Regions from separate parts of the Mus musculus genome. Here all the other regions are linked to region 3. The links are chromatin contacts, called in public Hi-C and promoter capture Hi-C maps. All regions are on one chromosome and are shown on one strand. The core of a region is the stretch at or near the end of the contact, and the rest is flanking DNA. Distances in the headings are between cores, read along the strand shown.

The links. Promoter capture Hi-C pulls out the DNA fragments that hold promoters and counts their contacts. A called contact is a pair of places that touch in the nucleus more often than the background predicts. Capture Hi-C pulls out chosen DNA fragments and counts their contacts.
Region 1: a contact with region 3 is called in a promoter capture Hi-C map of liver, with 6 times the contacts expected there. The contact joins the promoter of Aqr here to the promoter of Aven in region 3. A contact is called at or near these places in 7 of 39 promoter capture datasets (the 3T3-L1 cell line, the C10 cell line, hippocampal neurons and 2 more), 1 of 115 datasets of contacts at active chromatin or transcription factors (astrocytes) and 1 of 9 other capture datasets (liver).
Region 2: a Hi-C map of the N1E-115 cell line shows a contact between it and region 3, with 3 times the contacts expected there. The contact joins the promoter of Scg5 here to the promoter of Aven in region 3. A contact is called at or near these places in 6 of 39 promoter capture datasets (the 3T3-L1 cell line, cranial neural crest, hippocampal neurons and 2 more), 2 of 484 Hi-C or Micro-C datasets (CD4 T cells and the N1E-115 cell line) and 2 of 115 datasets of contacts at active chromatin or transcription factors (astrocytes and embryonic stem cells).
Region 4: a promoter capture Hi-C map of adipose tissue shows a contact between it and region 3, with 3 times the contacts expected there. The contact joins the promoter of Arhgap11a here to the promoter of Aven in region 3. A contact is called at or near these places in 8 of 39 promoter capture datasets (the 3T3-L1 cell line, cranial neural crest, frontonasal cranial neural crest and 3 more), 2 of 484 Hi-C or Micro-C datasets (CD4 T cells and uterus), 6 of 115 datasets of contacts at active chromatin or transcription factors (embryonic stem cells, large pre-B cells and stem cell-derived neural progenitor cells) and 2 of 9 other capture datasets (adipose tissue and macrophages).
Region 5: a contact with region 3 is called in a promoter capture Hi-C map of hippocampal neurons, with 4 times the contacts expected there. The contact joins the promoter of Grem1 here to the promoter of Aven in region 3. A contact is called at or near these places in 5 of 39 promoter capture datasets (the 3T3-L1 cell line, 3T3-L1-derived adipocytes, hippocampal neurons and 1 more) and 2 of 115 datasets of contacts at active chromatin or transcription factors (astrocytes and embryonic stem cells).
Region 6: a promoter capture Hi-C map of hippocampal neurons shows a contact between it and region 3, with 4 times the contacts expected there. The contact joins the promoter of Ano3 here to the promoter of Aven in region 3. A contact is called at or near these places in 2 of 39 promoter capture datasets (the 3T3-L1 cell line and hippocampal neurons).

Annotation. Positions count from the first base shown.
Region 1 is chr2:114,174,064-114,177,864 of GRCm38.p6, reverse strand. Aqr (aquarius) reads left to right here and starts at 2,526. Exons shown (of 35, transcript NM_009702.3): 1 at 2,526-2,773. The coding sequence starts at 2,699.
Region 2 is chr2:113,827,513-113,831,247 of GRCm38.p6, reverse strand. Scg5 (secretogranin V) reads left to right here and starts at 2,157. Exons shown (of 6, transcript NM_009162.3): 1 at 2,157-2,249; 2 at 3,677-3,735. The coding sequence starts at 3,684.
Region 3 is chr2:112,490,697-112,494,612 of GRCm38.p6, reverse strand. Aven (apoptosis, caspase activation inhibitor) reads right to left here and starts at 1,649. Exons shown (of 6, transcript NM_028844.3): 1 at 1,392-1,649. The coding sequence starts at 1,622. It also overlaps a transcript of Chrm5 not described here.
Region 4 is chr2:113,847,102-113,850,990 of GRCm38.p6, reverse strand. Arhgap11a (Rho GTPase activating protein 11A) reads left to right here and starts at 2,330. Exons shown (of 12, transcript NM_181416.3): 1 at 2,330-3,030. The coding sequence starts at 2,902.
Region 5 is chr2:113,757,093-113,761,154 of GRCm38.p6, reverse strand. Grem1 (gremlin 1, DAN family BMP antagonist) reads left to right here and starts at 2,507. Exons shown (of 2, transcript NM_011824.4): 1 at 2,507-2,664.
Region 6 is chr2:110,947,890-110,951,705 of GRCm38.p6, reverse strand. It overlaps Ano3 (anoctamin 3), which reads left to right and starts at 1,462. Exons shown (of 27, transcript NM_001128103.2): 1 at 1,462-1,648. The coding sequence starts at 1,603.

The DNA.
Region 1 (3,801 bases), core at 1,277-3,776, 1.7 Mb before region 3:
TTACAGCTCTCTTTATTTGGGGGTAGTGGGGCCTATGTAGACCCTGGGGAGTGAGTAAGGGTTTTCGGGGTGAGTGCACATTACTGGCTGGGGCTGAGGTGTTGGCGATGCTTCATTTCCATAAGAGGGAATCCTTATAGGGAGAGAGGAAGTTAAACCTGTAATTTTTCCATCAGGCTATGTGACCGACTACCTCAAGGATGGTGGAGGTGCGAGTATTAGGTCTGTGTGCCCCAAGCTTGCAAGGCCAGAACAGGGCAGAGATTTGGGGTGTATACTGCCTTTATAATGTTTAGATATGCACCTGTATCCCTGATCTCTCCAAGACTTTTAACATGAGAGGGTGTTGGGTTTTGTCAAAGGCTTTTCCAGCATCTAATGATAGCTACCTCAGATCTATTTTCTATTCAATGGAACCAGTTTCCCCTTTAAAACTCAGCCTATTTCTGTATTTTTTGATGTGTGGTTTTTTACACCTTTTAACTACTTAGAATAGATTTGTGCTCTTTCTGTTCGCCAAGTGTCTTCACTGTTTGTTTCTTCCATTACATCGGTCCTGCTGGAGCTCACCCTTGGCTCTTTCCACCCTTTGATTTTGTTACTTCCAGCAGAAATCCCCACCTCCATGTTACCTACTCCAACCTCTCTGATACACCACTCAAAAGGTATCATCCCAAAATAATCCCCAACCGCTGTTTCCACACTGTCTTTACAAGGTCTTCCCTGAAGATTTAAGGACTCGGGAACTCAAGTCTCATTCCTAATTCCTAATGTCCTTCCACCATGACCTGCATTCAAGGCCTGATGGGTAGTTATGGTGAAGTATAAAAATAACGATTTCAGCATCTTAAGAGTCATCATCAAAGTCATTTGAAAGCCTGCCCTACTGTTTTATAGATGCCATAGTTGGCAATAACATGTCAGTGGTAGTTATATATTCAGAATGCTTTACATTTAAAATTGTAATCGAGCAAATTTTTATCTATATGTCTACAAACCATAAAAGATGGAGGGACGAAAGCTACAACATGTATATACTTGATGGCCAGACCTACAGCTATTTTCTTTCACAGTCCTCATTTTGGGCAGATGGGTATATATCACAAATTAAGAGAGAGAGAATGGTGTACCAGTCTACTGCCTATATTCCTCTAGAGAGGACTTACTAGAGATAACTGTTCAACCTATGTATGAGTTTGTAAATGGGATGGGTGTGCTAACCCAAGAATTATAAAATAAGTGACCAAATAAGAACCAGGCTAAAGTTTTAAACAGTTATTTCCCTAGTGAGGATAAAAGCATAAAACTCACAAGAAGTTGTGAGTTCAGCATCATGGACCATTGGAGGAACATGAATTACACCTATACTGTGATGTACCACATACGTAGTATGCCTAAAACAACTTTAAAAACTATCCATATTAAAAGTCGGTAAGGGAAAGAAGACAACACAAGTCTCAAATGTTAGCAAGGCACAACTGCTTTGGAAAGACAGACATTTCTTAAAATGGCAAACATACACCATTGAATGTGTTGCTTCAGAGGAAATGTATGTCTACATAATGACTTAGAATCGCCTGTAGAGGACTTTCTTGTAGTAGTCAGCAACTAGAAACAATCTAAACGCATATCAACATATTACTAAATTTATGGATTGTAGTATGTCTGAAAAGTTGGCTATTATTTAGCAATACAACTGAATCAGTGACTGATATGAACAACACAGATGCATCTCAAAATAATTTTGAGTGACCAAAAAAGAACATATTCTAAAATGTATGTAAAATAGTTTCTTTTTAAATTTTATTTTTACTTTTATTTCATGTGAATTGGTGTTTTGCGTGCATGTATGTCTGTGTGAGGGTGTCAGAGCCTCTGGACCTGGAGTTACAAACAATTGAGAGCTGCCATGTGGCTTCTGGGAATTGAACCCAGGTCATCTGGAAGAGCACCTGGTGCTCTTAACCGCTGATCAATCTCTCTTTTATTCCTCTGCAAATTTGCATAAAGTTTATATAAAATTCTGTAGTTAACAGTGACCCAGAGGATCCATGATAGTAGAAGACTGTGTGAGAAAAAGGGGTGATAGGTTGAAGGCAGAAGGACACATAGTAACTTTTAATGGCTTTGGGTAATCTCATTGCCATGATTCTGGTGATACAATAATAGATAGACAACTATTTCAAAGTGTATTAAGTTTTACACTTGGTTTATGTTTATTGTATGGCAATCAGTACTTCCAGGCAGTTTTTGAAGTCACACGGTGCCTCAAATTCTAAGAGTATGGGTTTTGCTTTTTACTATATTTTTCTTTAGCGTTCAAATAAAGTCGACATCCTATTCTTTCAACTCCCACCTTTATTAATCACATTCAACACATCTTTCAGCCCCCTCTCTCCCTATGACCCAATCCTACACGCTGTATGTTATCTTTCTTCCTTCCACTAGGGGGCAATAAAGAGACAGGTAAAGGCAGCCTACTTTCTAGCTCAAGCTTAACTCTTGCCTTGACTTCCGGGCCCACTAGTTCTGCTTCCGGGGAACGCCGGGACTTCTCAGGTTCCGGGAGGAACCGTGGGAGCCCAGCGTGTCTGTGCCGGGCGCTCTGGCACCTCGGGGCTGGGTCGCCGCCGCTGCTTGAAAGCTTTCGAGAGTCGCCGCTACGAGCCTCTGGTCAGCTTCAGTGGCGATCGCTGCGATGGCGGCTCCTGCGCAGCCCAAGAAAATCGTGGCCCCCACGGTGTCCCAGATCAACGCGGAGTTCGTCACTCAGGTGAGCCCCGGCGTGCCCGCTTGTGTAAGGAGGGATGCCGAGGACCTAAAGCCCGGGATTGGGATTGATTTTGATATCTTGTGTACGTGCAAGTTGCTAGTTAAACATTGGAAAAGCTGCAGTGAAAGAGGCCGCTCCTCGTTAGACCACAAAGCGTGCTTCTGAATTGTATTACTCTGACAAGACTCTGTCTACAAGTAGATCGCTCTATGGCAGTTAATTGTCATTATAACCTTTCATTTAGGAGACAACAGAGCCAATTCCGGGCCTGTAGCCTTTCACATCCTTGTTAATTCTTAGGAAATTATTGAGAGTGTAAGTGCGGGAAAATTTAAGCCCTCCCGCGCCTCTTCTGGCTCCGCAGATTTGTCAGGGCAGAAGCCTAGAAACTGTTTCCATTCGCTTAGCCCCAGCATGTCTACACAGTGTTTGTCTGTATTTCTGGACCTCTCTCGCCCAAAGATGCCTTCCCCACTAAGACTTGTTGATCTGTCATATTTCCTCTTGCCCTCCTGCAGCCTGTTCTTCAGATTGCTCCAGAGTGCTCACTGGTGCAAACCTGCTCACATTACTTGTCTTCCTACAGTGTCCCGTAAACAATTCTGATTGTCCCTGGGATAATGACTGGAATCTTTGAAAGTGCTGTGATCTGGCCTATGCTTTTACCCAAAGTGCCCTTCCTTTCTTCTTTCCTCCCTTCCTTTCTCTCTGTACCTGTCTGTCTGTCTCTCCCTCCTTTCCCCCCTAATTTTATGCTTTTATGGCTATAGCTGCGGTTACTTGAATATGCCATGGTAACTAAAAAGTGGATCCTGTTAACTTGGTTTTCTTTATTTTCATCCTTTTATACAATATTAGAGAGGCTATCCCGACTTCTTAACCGCATTAAAGCTAAATGCAGATAAGTACACAGTTTGAGAAAGAACACAAAAACAGTCCAGGCAAGTGCTGATACCTTAAAGTTTGAATGTAAAGAAAGAGCTAGAATGACAGGAACACATGAACCGAGAGGGAAAGTGCGGAGGAGA
Region 2 (3,735 bases), core at 908-3,407, 1.3 Mb before region 3:
GTTCTGGTAACCAAACCTGGGCCTTCTCTGTAGGATTGGAAACCAAACCTGAGTCCTTTACAAGAGCAACAAGTGCTTTTTAGCTGTAGTACAACCCTTCCACCCCCAAATTTCTGTTTTATTTCAAAAGTTCATTATATTTCCAATGTTCATTATCTAGTAAAACTCTCTAGTCTTAAACTTCATATTCATCTGATCAAAACAGACTAGCCATGCATTTTCAGTATGCCTGGAACAGGTTGTATGGATCTTATACCTAAAGTGGATAAGAGAAATATTTCAGATTTTGGAATATTACATAGGTTTTACTGATTGAAGTGCTTCCAAATGTGAAACATTTTGAGCTAAGTTTTCCTGTGTATTAAGAAAGCCTCCTATGATTTCAGTGGGTGTTTAATGCCTGAGCAGAGCATGGTGCAGATGCACTCAGAAGATAGAGGTGTGTGGTGGTGGTGGGGAATCTACAATTTAAGATTGAGGAATGAGTTGTTTAACTCTTTAAGATTCCACATTTCTTATTTGGGAGGTGAGAAAGTTTTAAAATGTGGTTTCATTTTTGTATTTCTTATCTTATTCAAAAATGAAGATTGTTGCTAATTTCATGGGCTAAAGGTCAGACAGTATATACATTTTTGCTTTCTGAAGTTAAAAGTGTACAGTAACTTCAAGAGTTATTCTCATTTTTTTAAGTGTAAGAAACTAGTATTTGGGTGTTCTCATAAATAAGCAGTAGATTTTAATACACAAAGCACTAAAGTTAGTGGGTTTCTGGGTTACATTCTACGGTCACTAAGAACTTACTGTAGGGTTTTGAGAAACAAGTATAGGATATATATGATTCATATTTTATTTTAAAAATACCAGGTTTTAGTCAAGTGTACTGGCACATGCCTGTAATCTTACCTATTCTGGAGGCTGAGGTATGTAGGCTCTTTTGAGATCAGCCATGGTAAGACCCATGCACTCCTCAAGCTTGCATGTGAACTGTTGCCCAGGGGCTCAAGCTGAATGCTTTGTTCCTAGCTAGTGGCACTGTAGCAGTTGTAGAACCATTAGGAGTAAGTGTGTCACTGGGGGACCTTGTATGCTCTGCTCTTTATCCTGACCCTCCATGAGCTCCCACCGTCATGTACTGAAATCTCAAAAGTTGTGAACCAAAATTTTATAAAAATGTCCTTTCCATCTGCATTTTGTCAGCAATAAAAGGTCTTCACACCCTGTCTAATAAGTACAACATGAATCGTACAGTTTTTGTATGTTTCTGTCAACTACACAGCCAGCAACCTATTTTTCCAATATTAAGTTGAATATAACTGAGCTATGTTGAAGTCAACTTGAGAGTAAACAGTATTCATTAGTAGTAGGTATTGTGTACCTGAATCCAGGAGAGTGTTTATTATCTTGACTGAAACAGAAAGCATCCAGGGAACCAAAGGCACTAGATGTCTGGCTTTTCACACAAACTTCTGGCTGACAAGTCTTCCAGCTTCTATTCATTACAGTAAAATGTCAGTGGGTTTGCTGCTTCTAGCTGCAGTAAGAAAAAAGAAAATCTGAATTCTAACCACATCCTGGAACTTGCTGTTTACCACAAGTTTCTTGATGAAGGCTTTGCAGCATTTGTACTGTTACTTTTAGGGCCAGGAATCTCCTAAGATCCTGGGTCCCACCGTTGGTATCACAAAATAGAAGTTCCAGGTCTGTTTAGGTAAGTTCTGCATGCCCCGAAAGTGTCCTGCACGTTCACCTCTTAGTGAACTTATGAAGCAATGCTCAGAGCCTCCGGGTCCCCTGGGGCCTTAAGGGAGGGTAGCACTGTCACCAGGGCTTAAGTGCGGGGGTAGGAAAGGAAAAGTACTAGAAGAGAGTATGAACATTCCAGCATGAAACCCATTTGTATGGTAATTCTAAAATCTAGAGGATGTCAATTAAAGATGCCATCTACTTGTGGCAATTGCTTGAGACTGATAAAGGAGGTAAATGACGTTCATAGGGGTCGATGGAGAAAGGGGGCACCCTAGAAACAGCCAAGAGACACAGAGACTGCTTCAGTTGGAGCTGAGCAACATTCCAGGCCTGAGACGCAGGCGCCTGCAATGCCTTCCAGGAATTCTGGGAAGGCCTCTTCCACCTGCTGTGGGCGGGGCCTGGGTGGACCGAGGTTTCGGAGGGAGGTGACGCAGGAGCTATCCAGCACGTCAGCTCCCTGTTTTGGCCTAGATTGCAAGAAGCTCGCCCGCGGCCACACGGTGAGTTCCGCAGTGATGCAGGTGATGCGGTCCGACTTGTCGTTCAGCTGAAAGCGGGAGTGCTTGGGTTCCTTGGGTGTGGGGGAGCATGCCCTTCAGAAACCCTAGCTGGGGTCAGACAAAGGATGGATGCGGGGATTACAGGGGGTGGTTATAAATAAGGGGTGGGGGTGGAGTTCCGAGAGCAGCGATTGGGTAGTTCATCCGTGGGCTAGCCAGTAAAGAAAACATCCTGTATTCGGAGTTCATGAAGAAAGATGGAGATGATGGAGCCTGGTGCCCGCATCCAGCCCTTTTATCACAGCGGTAGATTGTGCTGTTAAAATAGCGGTCCTTGGCTCTTTGAAGAGCATGGTTTTAATGTCTGTGAGTTGCAAGGAAAGGCCGTTAGCTGCAGACAGATAAAATGAAGTATTTGTTTTAGGGAAGATATTTGGCTTGTTCCCTACCTTTTTATTCCCTATTCCCGTGTGAATGCTCAAAAGGGTTTATCTGACTATGGCCTGAAGCACCCATCCTGAACGAGCAGCTGCCAGGGAAGCTGTGTGAAAACTGTTTCCTTGTTCAGCTTCCCGTGGCTTCTACGGACACCAACATGTAAGGCAGATTTATCCCCCACCATGTCACTGTCTTTCCTCTCCCTGCTGCTTCTGCCTCCGCAAACCTTAACTCCCAGAACCGCTTATTACCATCAAGGGGCTAGACGTGCAGGGGGCTTACTAGGTACCTGGCTTTGCTCCATGCTCCTTACATGATTTTGATCTTTATCTTCACAGTAACTCTATAAGATAGATTGTTGCTATCCTTGGTCTGTAGAAAAGGAGGCTGAGGAACTTGCCCAGGAAGACCTAGCTGGTATGCAGTCAAGCGTCTCATGTTGCTTGCTTCCCTCATCACAGAGCAGGATAGGAGTTGGCGTACCTCTCTGCTCGGGATCTTCACCTATTGCCTGCTGGTCTGCTAAGTTCAAACACCCTCGGCCACTACTCCAGACCTTTCTCTGGGATGTTTTTTGATTGTCTGTTTGTTTTTTACTGTTTGGGTCTCCCTAACTCCCTTTTGTTATTCCTTTCTTTCCTTAAACTAGGAGATCTTAAAAATTACCACCCTCCCTATCTCAAATCCAAAAGTGCTTAGATTGCAAGGATCACAGACCATAGATGTGAGAACATATTCCTGTCCTTAGAATCCTCAGGTGTCAAGTTAGAGGGACTAGTTTATCCTAGACTCTTCTGTCTTCTTATTTCCTTCACACAGCGGTTTCCTACCTGGCTTGGACACAAAGCAAACCTCTAGGAATTTTTCATTTGAGTCTCCTTTCAGGGTGGTCCTTCAGCCTCAACTTGTGAGTCATAGTTATATCACCCCAGTTGTGTTATGGTTGCCCATTTTGGCCAAGTTATATAACTTGGTCCTTTCTTCTGCAGGTTAAAAATGGCCTCAAGGCTGGTCTCTGCTATGCTATCTGGCCTTTTGTTTTGGTTGA
Region 3 (3,916 bases), core at 400-2,899:
CCTGGCTATCCTGGAACTCACTCTATAGACCAGGCTGGCCTCAAACTCAGAAATCAGCCTGCCTCTGCCTCCCAAGTGCTGGGATCAAAGATGTGCGCCACCACTGCCCCGCAGAAAAAACATTTGCATTCTTGTGTTTATTTTTATTTACATGAATGTAGGGGGGGTGCATATACCGAGAGTGTGGGTGCCTTACAGAGGATTAAGAGCAGTTTGCTACTGTTCTGGAAAACATAACTGCCTTTAACGTGGGCTCAAAGGATCTGATGCCTTCTGGCCTCTGCTGGCACTACACTTATGTACACACACACACACACAGAGAGAGAGAGAGAGAGAGAGAGAGAGAGAGAGAGAGAGAGAGAGAGAGAGAGAAAGAGAGGAAGAGAGGAAGAGGAGAGAGAGACGGGTCCACGGGCGCAGAAAAACTAATATACTTCTTTAACAAAAACAAAAAATAGATATAAACAAATTCTTGTATTTTGCGAAATTAACAATTGCATTAAGGATAATAACACACTGCAGTAAAGGTGACTGTCCTGATAATTTGCTTATCACACTCAGTAAGCTCATGGTTCATACCACACATCTTTAGAAGGAATGGTTTCAGGGCTTCTTAGTTCCCAAGTAAGTTACTTTGGAGGAGTACATATCTAGAAGTTGTTTCCATTTGCAGTCTAATCATCCAGAGGGAAAGCAAAGGACGTAGACTGTGTGGAATCCTGCAGCTGGACAGTGGTCCCTACACAGCTGGAACGCTGTTGACTGCTTTCAGAGCACTGCACTAATCCTGATTTAGAGCACCAATGTGCCCAACATATAAGATATGAGTACAGAAAGGCCTTGGGAAGGTCGGTCAGTTTCTCCTCATTTAATCTTTAGGTACCCAGAATAGTCTCGGCGAGACTAAATACGAATCTGAAGAGTGGGAAAGATCTTAGAGGTCACCAATCCAAACCAAAATGAAGACATAATCTTCCCCCCATGTCCTTCCATCCAGGTATGGGTGACCACAGACACTGTTACCTAGGCAATGTGGGATGGGATAAAGGAAACGGAGGGCAGAGTAAACACTTCTGTGTAAATCTGTATTCTGGTAGACTTCGCTCCGCAGGAAGTCACTTCTGGGATAGCACGCCAGGCTGTAGCCCGGACACCAGGCGCCGCCGTTAGTCTCCATCAGACCATGGGACTCTGGCACCAGCAAAACGCGGAGGCCGGTCGCTTAGTCCTTCGGCCACAAGCAGCCAGGGGCTGAGCGTGCACGGTACACGTGCATGTCCCCTCTCCCTCCCCCCCCCCCCCGCGCGCCCTCCCGGCTCCATCCCGCGCAGGCGCTGTGCCTCGCGCTCCCCACACGCCGGCTAGCGGCCGCAGCAACCCGCGCTCCTTACCCGAGTGCTGGCTCCGCCGCCCCGGCCTCCAGGCTCCCAGCGGCCGCCTCGCAGGCCGCCACCTCCTCGGCCTCGGCGGAAGCCCCGGCCTCGGCCCCGCCGGCCGCCTCCGTCCCCGCAGCCTCCTCTCGCCAGCGCCGTCGCTGCCCCGACCGGCTCTCGGTCCCCTCCGGGCCGCTCCCGGCCTCCCCGCCGCCCGCGGCCGCCCCTAGCCCCGCGCTCAGCCTGCATGAGGCCGCCGGCGAGCAGAACGCGCGAGCCGCCGCGGAGAGCGCAGGCCCCACCGGAAGCAGCCGAGCGCCGGCCGTGGTGATCGGGGCGCGGGGCCCGGCCGGGGCGGGGACCACGAAGTGATCTGTAATAAAAGGACGCCATAAAGTCACTTTGTGTGATAGTTCTTAATTCATATGAGTGTTTGCATGACACAAAACCTAAGGTGTCCGATGAGTTTTTTAGTTAACCTGATTTAAAGAAGATAAGTCATTTTAAAGTCAGGATTTAGGAAGGGTTGAGGGTGAGTCCCAAGTCACAGGTCTGGACAGCGGCTCAAGTGGGTGGAGGGTCCGGTAGGGAAGGGGAAAGATGCTTGAAAATCTTGAAGAGAACTTGTAAACGTCGTTGCTGTAACTCACATTGAGCGCTTGATTCTCATAGGTACTTGCCCTTATTTTGCAATGAGGCAACAGTCCTAGAGAGCTTAACTCCCCTAGCAGGACTTGGTTAGACAGGGTCCAAAGACAAGGGTAGCGGGAAAGTTAGTTATAGAAAGACAAGAGAGAGCTGGGAACGTAGCTCAGTTGGAGAATGCTAAAATCGTCTTTGGCGTGAGAAAGAAAGAAAGAAAGAGAGAGAGAGAGAGAGAGAGAGAGAGAGAGAGAGAGAGAGAGAGAGAAAGAAACAACAGAAGCCGAGGTTAACAGAAGCCGAGGTTAATTTTGTCTTAAGGAAGCTACCTGAAAACAATGAAAGCAAGCCCAGCCATGGTGGTGCAGGCCTTTTAATCCCAGCACTGGAGAGCCAGGGGTAGGCCCATCTCAGAGTTCACAGCCAGTCTGCTTTACAGAGTGCAGGTCAGAGTTACAGGACTGCAAGGGCTACACAGTGACCCTGTCTCAAAAAAATAAAAATAAAGTAAAAGTAAAAGTAATTAATTAATAATAATAAAAGCAAAGGGATGGAATCAGCCTACCAAAAGAAATGTCACTTTCATCGCGTCTTAGGCCCCTTCCTTATAGCCATATATCACTTCTAATTGTGTACAGAATTATATACCAGTAGCACTATGTTCCGAATTGAAAAGACAGATTGGCCCCACCCTAAAGTCCTCAATTCACGTGGAAGATAATTATATAAACAAATGATTCTGCTCCAGTGAGCTGAATGCTGTGAGCAACTCAAGATCAAAGCTGGAAGTTGGCTTTTCTTAAGTAAACCCCCAAGGTACAGCCTGATGACTGAACTGGAGTTGACCCAGCTAACAGGTGGCAGGGAGTGGGGGAACCTATGTGATGAGAGAACCCCTGGAGGTTTGTCAGCTTAAGATAAAATGTCTTTTAAAATGGTTATCCCAGCTGGGCAGTGGTGGCCCACGCCTTTAATCCCAGCACTTGGCAGGGCAGAGGCAGGTAGATTTCTGAGTTCGAGGCCAGCCTGGTCTACAAAGTGAGTTCCAGTACAGCCAGGGAACCCCTGTCTCAAGGAAAAAAAAAAAAAAAAGAGTACTTGGTACCCACAGATACCTGAAGACAGCTTTGGATTCCCTAGGACTGGAGTCATGGATAGTCTTAGCTACCATGTGGATGCTGATAACCAAACCTTGGTCTTCTACAAAAGCAACAACTGCTCTTAATTGATAGGTTATTTCCCCACTGGTGAAAATTCAAGTCAGGGAAGTCACCACGGGGCGAGGGGGACGGGCTCATGGAAAGGAAAAAACAAATGTTTGGATTATATAGGGAAAAACCTCTGGGGGGGGGGGGGGGGCGCCCAGCCCCTGGGCTGGAAAGTTCAAGGCTAAGGGTAGGATATGCCAGGTAGGGACTGGGGGATGCTGGGAGAACTTCGAGGCAAGGTCTGGTTTGAAACTAAAATATGCACCTCAGTTCCTTGTCCCAGGGTCCCAGCCTTTTGTTGATAATGAATGGGTAAGGGGCAGAATAATCATCCATGACTGCTTCCTGCTGACACTGGGGTACTGTTATGGGGTGTGGGCAAAAAGCTGGGATGTTGGCCAAGTCCGGGAAGAGCTGGTCACTGCTGTCCAGGTTGTGGGACCATCTGGGGATAAGAGTGTGTAGGTCCAGTTGAAGCAGTCTCTGAGGCTGAGCCAGAGCACCGGTGGGTAACTGCTTTGTCGCTTTCCTGGATGCAGATTCTGAGAGAACACCTGGATGTTATGAGCAAAAGATAAAGTTAAGGAGTTTAGGGAGAAAAACTTTTCTTTAGTCGTACATTTAAATCTTAGACCAATCGTCTTGGGAGTTAGAGAAGGGGTCATGGGTCCCAGGACCAGGGATAGGGAAATG
Region 4 (3,889 bases), core at 1,081-3,580, 1.4 Mb before region 3:
AGCTCCAGTACACTCTCTTTTCTTCTCAAACTGTACATTTTGCACTTCCCCTTGTCCAGCTTGTTCCTTTTCATTATATATCTGCATAAGAGTGACCACTAATAAACACACAACACAATCAATACTAAGTTGTCTTGCAGTCTTCTTGGTCAATGCCACTAATCCAAACCTTTTATCCTTGGGCAGATTTTTTTTTTTTTTTGAGAAAGGCAGAAAGCAGACACATCCTTCCACAAAATGTCATAATATTTTTTGTTGTTTTAAAAACAAAATCTCAATCATCCTGTTTTACTAAATGAAGACTCAGGAGCCAAAAAACCTACTAACTCCGAATGGCAGAGAACGCACCTAGCTGACCATCCTACTCAGGGACATCCCAAAAGGAAAAAGCCTTTCTCTTTCTCCATGGTGCACCTTTCAACTCAAAGGACGCTTCTGTTTATTTATTTATGTTCACTCCCTGTCAGTTTGGTTACTTGCTTTGCCTCTTGACCTAGGGTTGACTTTATTTAGCTCTGGATTAAAGGTGTGTGTTAGGGCTGAGCCACACCACAAGGTTTTTCTAGTTCACAATCTTGGGTTTCACAATGTGTTCAAATACCCTGAAACACTTCTGCTTCTCTGAAACCTCTTGGGCTGGGCCATCATCATCTACATTGCTCTCAGCACCATTGTGTTCCATGTTCCCAATAAGAAGACCCAGTAATATCCATTTCAAATGTTCAACTACCTTTCTAGTCCAAAGTCCTAACATCTACCATATTCCTATAACAGCATGGCCAAGCCTGTCACAATGATACCCTACTCCCTGGGACCAACTTCTGTTCCCAATTAGTTACTATCAGTGTGATGAAGCACTGACCAAAAGCAACATGGTGAAGAAAGAGATATTTAGCGTTATATATTCACATCACTGTCCATCATTGAAGGAAGCCAGGAAAGGAACTCAAACAGGACAGGAACCTGAAAGCAATAACTGATGCAGAGGCCATGGAGGAGTGCTACTTCCTGATTTACTCATTATAGCCTTCTCAAACTGATTTCTTACAAAACCGAAAACCACTTGCCCATGGATGGCACCACTCACAATGGGATGGGTCTTCCCCATCAATTACTTAGTAAGAAAATACCCTACAGCTGGAACGTGTGGCATTTTCCTCACTTGAGGTTCCCTCCCTTCAGATAATTTTAGCTTGTGTCAAGGTGACATAAAAACTATCCAGTGCATACATACATGGATGTAAATAGAAAGCACTATTTAATATTCAAAAGCTAACCTAAGCACCTTAAAAGGAATTCTTAGCCATCGAAGAACCAGAACAACGTGGCCTAGAGAAGGATATACACAACATAAGTTATTTTTATAGTTATGACTGAATGCATACACATTCTCTCTCTCTCTCTCTCTCTCTCTCTCTCTCTCTCTCTCTCATGTGTGTGTGTGTGTGAGAGAGAGAGAGAAAGAGAGAGAGAGAGAGAGAGAGAGAGAGAGAGAGAGAGAGAGAGAGAGAGAGAGTAGGATTACTGGTGTTTGGAAAAGGAAAGGCAGCTCTGGGAAACAAGAGGAGAAGGTGATGTCATGCATTTAAATCAGACAGCTGAGGTTTCAGTAATGGCAATGGCAAACAGGACTTCTGGTCCTTTAACCAAGTCCCACAGAGGTAAACTATTGCTGCAGCTGCCTCCTACAGCTCCGTATTCCTCCACTACTCTCTCGTGACAAGTCATCTTTGTTGTGCTTAATTACCTTAATTACCTTATGTAAGAAAATTTAATAATACCACCAGTCTCCCAAAGAAGGACCAATGGCTCACAGTTCCAATTCCCTTCTAAGACCTTGGGTCCGGGTCTCAAAAACAAAACAAAACAAACAACAACAACAACAACAACAAACGGCGTTTGTGATTCATAACTAAACTTGACTCCTCCCGCCTTCCGTAGAATCGGTTTTCCCTATGACGGGACCTTTAGCTTTAGTGGAGAAATGAAAGGGCGGAAGTGGGGGGAGGTTATGAGCTGTCTATTCGGATCTCCGAAGTATATTGTCCGAAGAGCAAAGCAAACATATTTGAACACGTTTTTGACATTTTTCTTCCAAAGAAATAGGCAAAGAGAAAGAGGAACTCACTCTCTTCACATTTCTTAACCCTGATCTCAACGCTCGCTGTGCTTTCGGCTTTGCCGGAACCTTTTAGACAGGCAGCTCCTGGCCACCCCAAAGGGTCCTCATTTTGAAAACAGGAGCGGGCCAATCGGATGCGGAGCGCTGTTTGGCGCTGGCATTTGAGCCACTGCTCAGGTGCGGTCGCGTCGGGTCTGATGTGTGCCGAGAAGGTGGGGCGCTGGCGGAGCCGAGTCACTAAGCTTTAGCGGGCCGGGGCCACAGGCAAGGCTGATGGGCTAGGGGAAAGGCTGCGTGTGAGACGGGGTGACGGCGGGGACCAGCCCGGGCAGGGACCGGGACTGGGGATCCCTGAGCAGCCGGCTGGCCCGGCTGGAGGGAGTAGCTTAAGGTTGCATTTCCATCTCAAGAAATCAGAGCGGGGAAGGCCACCCTGCGGGGAAGAGGATAAGTGGAAGTGTCCGGAAGCGAGAAACTAGCTGCAGGCGTTAGTCTGGGGAAACGGAAGAGTCAGAAAAAAGGGAAGTTTGTGGAAGTAACTGACAGGGCTGAGCGACCCGGAAAGAAGGCTGGTGGAAGTGAAACAAGAGTGAAGAGAGGCGCGAGAGAAGAAGGTCTGTGTAAGTGGATCGAGGGAAAGTGGAGGAAGAGTGCCAGAGGTGGCTGGAAGGCAGCGGAGCAGAGCGAGCCTGAGGGCGTTTGGCAAGTGGAAGAGTTGGTTGGTGGCAAAGAAAGTCAGGACCCGGAGTCGGCCTCGGAGAGTAGGCGACGTGTTCGGGATGTGGGATCAGAGACTGGTCAGATTGGCCCTGCTGCAGCAGCTTCGAGCTGTCTATGGCATTAAGGTCAAGGGTGGCCGCGGTCAGTGCGATCGCAGGAGACATGAAACTGCAGCTACGGAAATAAAGGTAAGTTACAACGTGTTGGGACAAGGGCATACCCATTTTATTCTGGATAAGAAAGACACGTGGTTAGAATGCAGTCTCGGTGGTGATGATCAGACGTGCCTCCCTATGTTGCCGTGGGTTTTTGTTTTGTTTTACAGTGCTAGGAATAGGATACCAGGCTCCCTACTTAAATACTGTGCCACCGATCTGGTAATCTGTCGTGTTTTAAACAAGCAGTATGTGGGGGAGGGGAACACACTATCCTGTCAGGCTGGGGTGGGCAGTCAGAACATTTCAAACGAATCATTAGGGAGACAGTCAGGCCAAGTTTAGAAATAGGCTTCATAGGATCCTTCTGTATCCAGCAATTTACGAAGAGGCCTGCTGCCCGACATTTTCGCAGTTTCTGATCTCTTTAGCAGAGTAGACATTACCCACCCAACATCAACATTTGTCCTTGACAAAACAAAGCTGTTTTTTTAACAAGCAAATTGAGAAACCAGAGTTGGTTGAAGTTTTTTGTTTTGTGTTGTTTTAATCACTCACTTTTGCTAAAGTCTCAGGATCCTCACCTCCACCCCCTGCTCCCCAGTTACTTTTGTGTGTGTGCACTGTTGGACCCATGCCATGCTATGCCATGCCATGCCATGCATCTGTGGTCAGAAGGACAACTTGCATGAATTCTCTCCTGTTTGTGGACCTTGGAGATCAAACTCAGGTTGTCAGGCTTAGCAACAAACGCTTCACTCGTCTAACTGTCACTGGCCCAATAAGCTGTTTTTTTGATTTAGTGGTAGAGGTCAAGAGATTTGGGTTGAGATCTTATCTCTAAGACTTTGTGAAAAACTGAATAAGTCATTTTAAAGTAAGTAGGAGCTGG
Region 5 (4,062 bases), core at 1,258-3,757, 1.3 Mb before region 3:
AGAGAGAGAGAGAGAGAGAGAGAGAGAGAGAGAGAGAGAGACAGAGAGAGACAGAGAGAGACAGAGAGAGAGAGACAGAGAGACAGAGAGACACAGAGACACAGAGAGACACAGAGAGACAGAGACACAGAGAGAGAGACACAGAGAGAGGGCAAGAGAGAGAGACAGAGAGGGCAAGAGAGAGAGAGACAGAGAGAGGGAGGAGGAGAAGGGGAGGAGGAAGAGGAGGAGGAGGAGAAGGGGAGGAGGAGGAGGAGAGATCTAACGCTTTAAGCAAAACCTTCCTATAAATGTCTTTCAGGTTCTTCCCGAATGCAGTTCCTGTCAGCATTCTTGGGGTAGACATTCTGTGAATAAATGGGTGAAGCAGAAGAAGAGACAGTTACAAACCAGTAGCCAATCAGGACAAACTCCTCTCACATTACGTCAGAGTAGTTGGAAAGTGGCTTCAGGAAGTAGAATCTATCATTTAGTTACCCTTGCTTAAGCACCTCAGATTTGAGAGTTTCACTTGGGCCTGGATGTGATGGCTCAGACCTGTAATCCTAGCCCTTAGGAAATAAACAAAGACTTGTTGCAGGGCCAAGGCTAGCCCAGACTACATTCTGAGACCCTGTCTAAATTCCCCCTAACTCAACGCCATCAAAGTTTAATTTGAGTAACTAGTTGAGCGATCCTTATTTCCCTCTTATTAAAAGCAAGTTTTGATTGTGTGATTAGGCTTAAAGGGTTCTAAAGAATCTGTCCTCTGTTACTTTCATCCAGATTACATAATGGTTGACAACCAGTGGTTGTCACCTGTGGAAATGCAGATACAAAGACCAAAAAAGTGCCTATCTACATAAATATTTACAAACATTCTAGACTCCAAACTGAAGAGGCTAAGGCCTCTGCTGCTGTGTCCACAGAGGTTATATTCTCAGCACTTGGCCCAGCTGACAGTCCTACTTAGTGCAAATATGCCTAACTTTCTCAGCCCATAGGAATTTATCAAAGCCCAGTTACGTTAGACATCATATTTTGTGTCATGTAATCAAAGCAACCAAAATAGAAAAGGCCACACTCTCATGCAGTTTACATTCTAGAAAATACTTGGGTGACAGGAAGTGATAGATGATGATGAAGAAAAATGATGTAATGACTGGGAGATGAAATGGACTGTGGAGAAAACGCTAGGCTAGCATCGGCGTTCCAAAAACTAACACTTTGTTTAAGGAGGGTAATTTCCCCTCTTTGCATTTGTTATTTGGAATAGTTCATATGAGTCAGGAAGGGGCATGTAATTAAGGTTTGACTTTAGATGAGAGGGAGTTAATGAGTTTATAAAATAAACTCCCTTTTCTCTGGGGGAAATTATTCTCACACCGGCTCCGAGCACCCTCTTGGTGGGCTCCAGTGAACTCCGCATTCACTGCATTAGAACTCCGTGGGCTTCGGGACTCATAACTCTGCTTAAGTCCACTTGACCAGGATAGATCTTGAAGCTCATCTGATGGCTCTACTCTGTAGACAACTATTAACTGTGGAACAGTGTGTGTGTATGTTTGGGTATGTGCGTGTGTGTGAAGTGCACTAAGAGTATACAGATACAGCTTGCCATTTGCAAAAAGTCATTCAGAACGTCCTAATTTTTGAGATATTAACAGAGGTTCCCTTCTTGCTTCAGTTGCTTTGTGTGTGTATATATATGTCAAATATATATTTATATTATATATTCCATATATATATATGAACAGTACCTGTTAGGTGTTCAGTATATTTCTTACTCCCTCCCCTAACACTTGATAAAAAGGACTGAGTGCTGGGGTCCTTTTAGTTCATTCTTCTGCCACACACTCAGCTCAGGTAGATGGGCATCTGAGCAGAAGGAGCCAGTGCCAAGAAGAAGAGGGTATCCTTTTGCAGGCTGTTAGGGAGCCCGCCTGGGTTAACACCAGCTCAAGGGTTGACACCCTTTACGTTGGGGGCCTCGGGAAGATCCTTTAAGGCTCCTGCTTTGTCTGACCAGACTGTCCAACGGTGCCATTCAGCACAATGGTGAGGAAACACCTAGCTTGTCACGACCCGCTCCGTTGCTCTGCTCAGCGCAGCCGGGACTCCTGAGCGTGGAGCCCCATGCAGGCGAAGTTCAGCCTGCTAGAGAAGCCCAGACCTGGGGCTGGAAAGGGATGAGGGGCTAGAAGCCGGGGTGGGGGGATTTCCTCCCTCGCTCCCCTCTCCAACGGGAGCGGAAAATGTGATTTGCTGTGCATTCCAGGCGCGGTTCCCTGGGGTGACCTCTCCCACCCAGACGGGCAGGGGCAGGGGGGTGGGTGTAGACAAAGAGGCGAGGCGGGCGGAGAGGGGACCCCGCAGGGAAGCAGGAGGGGTGCAGTGGGCGGGGGCACTACCGGGAAAGGGGGCGGATAGCGGGTCCCGCGGCGGCGACGGCGCCTGACCAATGGAGAGACGCAGTCCCCGGCGCTTGGCTGGCGGCATTTAAACCGGAGACCGGGAGATGCCCGACACTAGGTGCGCCCTTCGCAGACCTGGAGACCCAGAGTACCGTGGTAGCGGCGCTCTCCTTCGTCTTCCTCCCGCGTCGAGCCCAAGTGGCTCGAGCCGCGGTCTCACGCAGCGCCACTCGTCCACAGCGAAGAACCTGAGGACCCACGGAAGTGACAGGTGAGCGCGGCGGTATTCTGGTGTGTGTGTGTCTCTGTGTGTGTGTGCGCGCGCTCGCTCGCGTGTGTGTTGGTATGAACCCAGGCTAGCCAAGGAGTCCCCAGGGTTCATACCATCTCGAATTCTTCTCAGTTGTGACACAGCCCCTTGGTGCACCAAAGACCCTTGAGTGCGCATTAAAGAACCGAACCTGGTCCTTCCTGCCGCAGAGGTAGATGTGGTGACTGAGGGGCACTGGGTCCACGGGGGAGGGAGGAAGGTAGAGAGAGAAGTTGTCAAAAAAGTGCATCCCGTTTCCATGTGCTGGAACCCTGCAAACTCGGTCCTGGTGCTTGAAGCACAGAGCCCGCGGGAGTCGCCTGCCGGGACAGGGCACTGTTGCCGAGTCAGAGCCCCGGAGCTGGCATCTCTGTGAGCTGAAGCCGACCTCGCAGCAAGTTGCAAGCAGAGACAGCCTTGAGAGTTGGGTACAGGGCTGGGACAGGGGCGTCTGTAGGAGTGGCGGTCCCAGGGCTTTGAGTGGTAACTGCTAAGGACTTGGGAATTGGTGGCGTGTGCATTTGCGGGTATGGCAGATGCAACTGAGGCTGGTAAGACAGAATCCGCGCGGCTTAACAAGTCGGGGTCGGGTACCTCGAAGCTTGAGTGCACGCGCCACACACTCTTGTGCTGGCTGTGCTCCGGCCGGCGCGTGGCTGTCTTTTTTGAGCCTCTTGGGGGGTTCCACGCTCTCATCCTCCATACAGCAGACCTGCAGGCGCCGGGCAGCCACTACTGGCTGTTTCCCACTTCCGTAGATGCTGGCCGATCTGTACCCCACAGGCCTCGGTAACGCCTCGCTGCGCCTCGCTAGCGACTGCGCTCTACTGCGCGCTTTGCCTCTTGCTCCTCGCTCGCTGCCGCTGCTGTGAGCCATTCCGGTGAGCCCTCTCTAGCTCCTGGTAGAAGTCTAGAGTGAAGGGAAAGGCATGTGGCTGTCATCTCCCTGGTCCTACTTATTTCCTGAATTCTAGTTTGGGAAGAACAACTTCTCTATAGCCCTGGACTGGCTGTTCCCTCTCTGGCGTTCTTCAGCTTAGTGTTTGCCTATGCCCGGCTCTGGCAACCATCCACCAGCGAGACTGGCTGGGGAGGATGCGAGATGACTAGCCTTTCGTCCGAGGACCTTCCAGAGAACCTTAGGGGGCTCTCTGGTCTAGCTCAGCAGCCGTCTTTCCCCTCCCCAGTAGAATCCAAATCCCTACCCTTTGATGGAGAAATATAGCCTAGAAGTGAGGGGTTAAAATCTCCTCTTAACTGTTGGAGGGCAGAATGACGACCATCAGTAAGTAATTGGATCTCTTGGTGGAAAGAGCAAACCCAAGTGGTGCGCACGTCTGTTTATGTTCCCCTGAGATG
Region 6 (3,816 bases), core at 213-2,712, 1.5 Mb after region 3:
TCTACTCAGGGTACATTGCAGTAGACCCTCTGGTGTCTCTGACTTCCTCCTTCCTGTTCCATTTCTTGTTTCAGATGATCTCACAACCTGTTACTAATGAAATAAAAAGTACCCAGAGAACTGCCTTATTGAATCTATCTACTTTATAAGTAACCATAACAAATAATAATTAATCACAATTTAAAGTTTCTGGGGTCTATATGTCTCTGAATAACGGGAATGCCTTTTTCCTTGAAGCTGATATTACTACATTTATCATCTTTGAATCATTCAACAAGTATGAAGACAGAGAAAAATTAACAATAATTCAAATTATTTGAGATTTTAAAAATTGTGAAATTTCATTATCATTTTAAAATCTACTTTTATTTGGACCTTCAGTTTATTCTAAATTAATTGGTCTCACACAATTTCAAACTTAGGAACCAACAGACCCTATTGTTGCATGTCTGTTCAATAATACCTTATGTAACTTGTTCTGGGAGGAATTTGGGATCAGGAAATCATGATTATATGAAAAGAGAGAGAGAGAGAGAGAGAGAGAGAGAGAGAGAGAGAGAGAGAGAGAGAGAGAGGGAGGGAGGGAGGGAGGGAGGGAGGGAGGGAGGGAGGGAGAGAGAGAGAGAGAGAGAGAGAGAGAGAGAGAGAGAGAGAGAGAGAGAGAGAACACTGGAAACCATTTTGAGCTGGTTCTTACCCTCATTTAACCACTGCATGTGTTTCTGCCATGATTGCTTCCTCTCTTTGACTGTTAGGTATCTTCATTTCCCAATTTGTGTTCCCAAACACTGTTTCCATTTGTGTGATAATGGAACTTGTGTGTTGCTGTGAGCTTCAGGTTCTTTTTATAATATAAGATTATTTTTATGGCTTTTTAATTATGATTATATTGAGTACCATTGTTGATATTTCTTCAGCATCTGTTAGAAAGAATTAAACCTTTCAGTATCGCACAAAAAATTAAAATCGAAGTAGCTGAAGCAGAAAAAAAACTTAAATGTTGCATGCTAGAACTTAGTGCTTATCTAAGGCAGATCATGGATGTTGTGGTCTCTCCCACATGAATATTTAAGAAGGAAGGATGGAAACAGAACTACATCTGTTAGTATCCTCTTGTCAGGACAGATGCCAGCTTCACCCTTCTTTATTTACAGACCAACTTCGAGGAAATTAATACTGGTGCCTGGGTTTGATAAGGAGGTTTAGAGCTTGAAAATGAGTGCATTAGTGATAGCTCTAAAGGAATGCTTGGATTTATGCCTTGTCCTTAAGAAATTTCTTCCTCTCCCACGTGCACCAAACCCCTTACAACACCCACCCTCACTGCAGCACTGAGAAACAGCCGGGATGTGGGGTTATTTCAGAAGTAGCCACTGAGGGGAGCCGGCCACGGACTGCCCTCCCACGTTGCTATGACGATGAGACTGGCGGGCACACAGCCTTCAGAGCTAAGTGCTGGCTAAAGCAGGTGTCAGATTGCGATGAGCTTGGTGGCTCTGGGATTACTCAGAGCCCCAGGAGTGTCTCTGGAAAGTCTGGCTGCAATTCCTCTGCATCCCTCTCCGACAGCTCCTCAACTCCTTTGGATCGCGCAGAGTGAAAATGGTCCACCACTCAGGCTCCATTCAGTCCTTTAAACAGCAAAAAGGTCAGTGAGAATTCTCTCTCTCTTCCCTGGGGGCACCACATCCCGCTCTGCATCTCCTTGCAAAAGCATCCTTTTCACTCGTGTATTGTGTTGAAGAGCTGTGGAACTCTGTAAAGTTAGGACCCCATTTTATTAATGTTTTATCCTGCAACGGAGATAAGTCTGATATCCGGAGCCGCACAGCGCCCGGGAGGGAACAGAATCTGTCATGTCAGGACTTGTTTGTTCATATCGCTTAAGTCTCCTTCAGTGCATTGCAGTGAACTGTTTAAACAGATAAGGTTCCTGCAGTACCCCTGGGTTTGAAGAGTGAAATTTTGGGTTATATTTGCCTCAGTATGCGCTTCTAGTACCCTGTAAGATTCACAAGAGCAGAATTTATTACTTGTGCTGAGCTTGAAAAATTGTATAATAAATGCATTCGTGGAAAAATCCCAGCGGTTGACTGGTCCCAGATATAATTTCCTTGGAAAACTTTCTCTTCTGACCCCACTTTTATTACGGGTTTCCGACTTTTATGTGTATTTGGGTCTTCCTGGAACTTCCCAGACCACCGTTTAGCTTTCACAAAATTTTCACTAGTTGCGTGGGCATGGTCAGATCAAGAATGTTTTTTTTTAATCACTCTTTGTTCTGCTTTGTTATTTAAATGGCTTCTCATAAAGCACATATTTCTTTAACATAGATTCTGGAAATGGTATTCTCTTATGCAGTTATTCAACATTAATGCCATTTACTGAATGAATAATGGTAATTATGATGCATTTGTTAATATAATCATTAAAATATGTAATTTTCAAGTATTCATTCCATTTTCACTGAAATAAAAATTTATTGAAATCTTACTTCTAAAATTCTTTCTCCAAATGACTGCTTTATGGTATCTCTTTGGCTTTGTTTCTAAACAAACAAACAAACAAACAAACAAAAACTTTGGATATCCCCAGAATAACCTAGTCGGGATTTATTCTTCAGGCAGCATATTGTGCTGAAAGAACTTCCCATCAGGAACTGTAATCTGCATGAATCCTCTTTTGAATGTATGTTGGAATTAGGTACAAAGTGAGAGACGGTGGGAGTAGGTGAATTTGGGCTCCTGTGAAGTTCTATTTAAGCTCAAAGTGTTCTAAGGAAAAATAAAATACTTCAAGAAGTTTTATTTCCTTGCCTCATTAAACATGTATAAACATTATGGGGGAAAAAGAAAGATATGGAAAACTTGAAACTGTCTCATACTGTTACTTTTTAATGCTTCGGGGGACCCTGAAACTTGAAATGTCCCCCCAAAATATCTTACTATGTGAGAATATTTATGTTGTATGTTAAAGAGCAAAAGCCTCTCAACTTTGAGACTGTTTGTCATTGTTCAAAAGAGTGATAAACTGTACATATCATGGCATTTCGTAGTGTTCCTTTATGGTGCATCATGAGCCATTTTTTTTTTTTTTTAATTTCACTTTTTGGCACACAAAAAAAATTATCATTAGTGAAAAGGTAAACATGAGGAAAAGGAAGGACAAACAAAGGAGCAAGATTAATTTTTATCTAAATGGTTTTAGTTTATGTTGTCTCCTAAAATATGTCTTTCCTCTGCTTTTCTCCCTCCAGTCCTTCCAGGTTCCTGGCCATTCATCCCTCCCATGTCCCTTCCTACACTCAAGTTGACACCCTGTTTTTCTCTGATTATTATTGCTACATACAGACACATATTGAGTGCTTATGCGTGGATATATAGATAGATACAACCTTTTGAGTCTGGCTGTGTTGTTTGCATGTATATGCTACCAAGGCTGACCACTCTGATTTGAATAACCACGAAGGGGTTCATCCCTGGGAGAGGCTAAGTCTCTGCTCAACAGTCATTTGTTGTTCTAGTTCTTTCTCTAGGATGGGACCTGCTAAGCAAAGATAATTCACAATAAGGATCAGCTATTTTAATTTTGCAAATAGGAGGAAGACACGCTGACCTGGGAGTGTTTTCCTGAGAACAGTGTATATTAAACTGATGGAAATTCTGTCCTGAAAGTTTGGTGTCTTGGATTTTAGGTTTGCCTTTGTCACTAGATAAATACCTTTAGAAAAGTGTTTTATCTACCTTTTATGTTAATTTATGAATAATATGAAGACTCTTGATTTCTGACCTGTTATTCTCCCTCTTAATTAGCCTA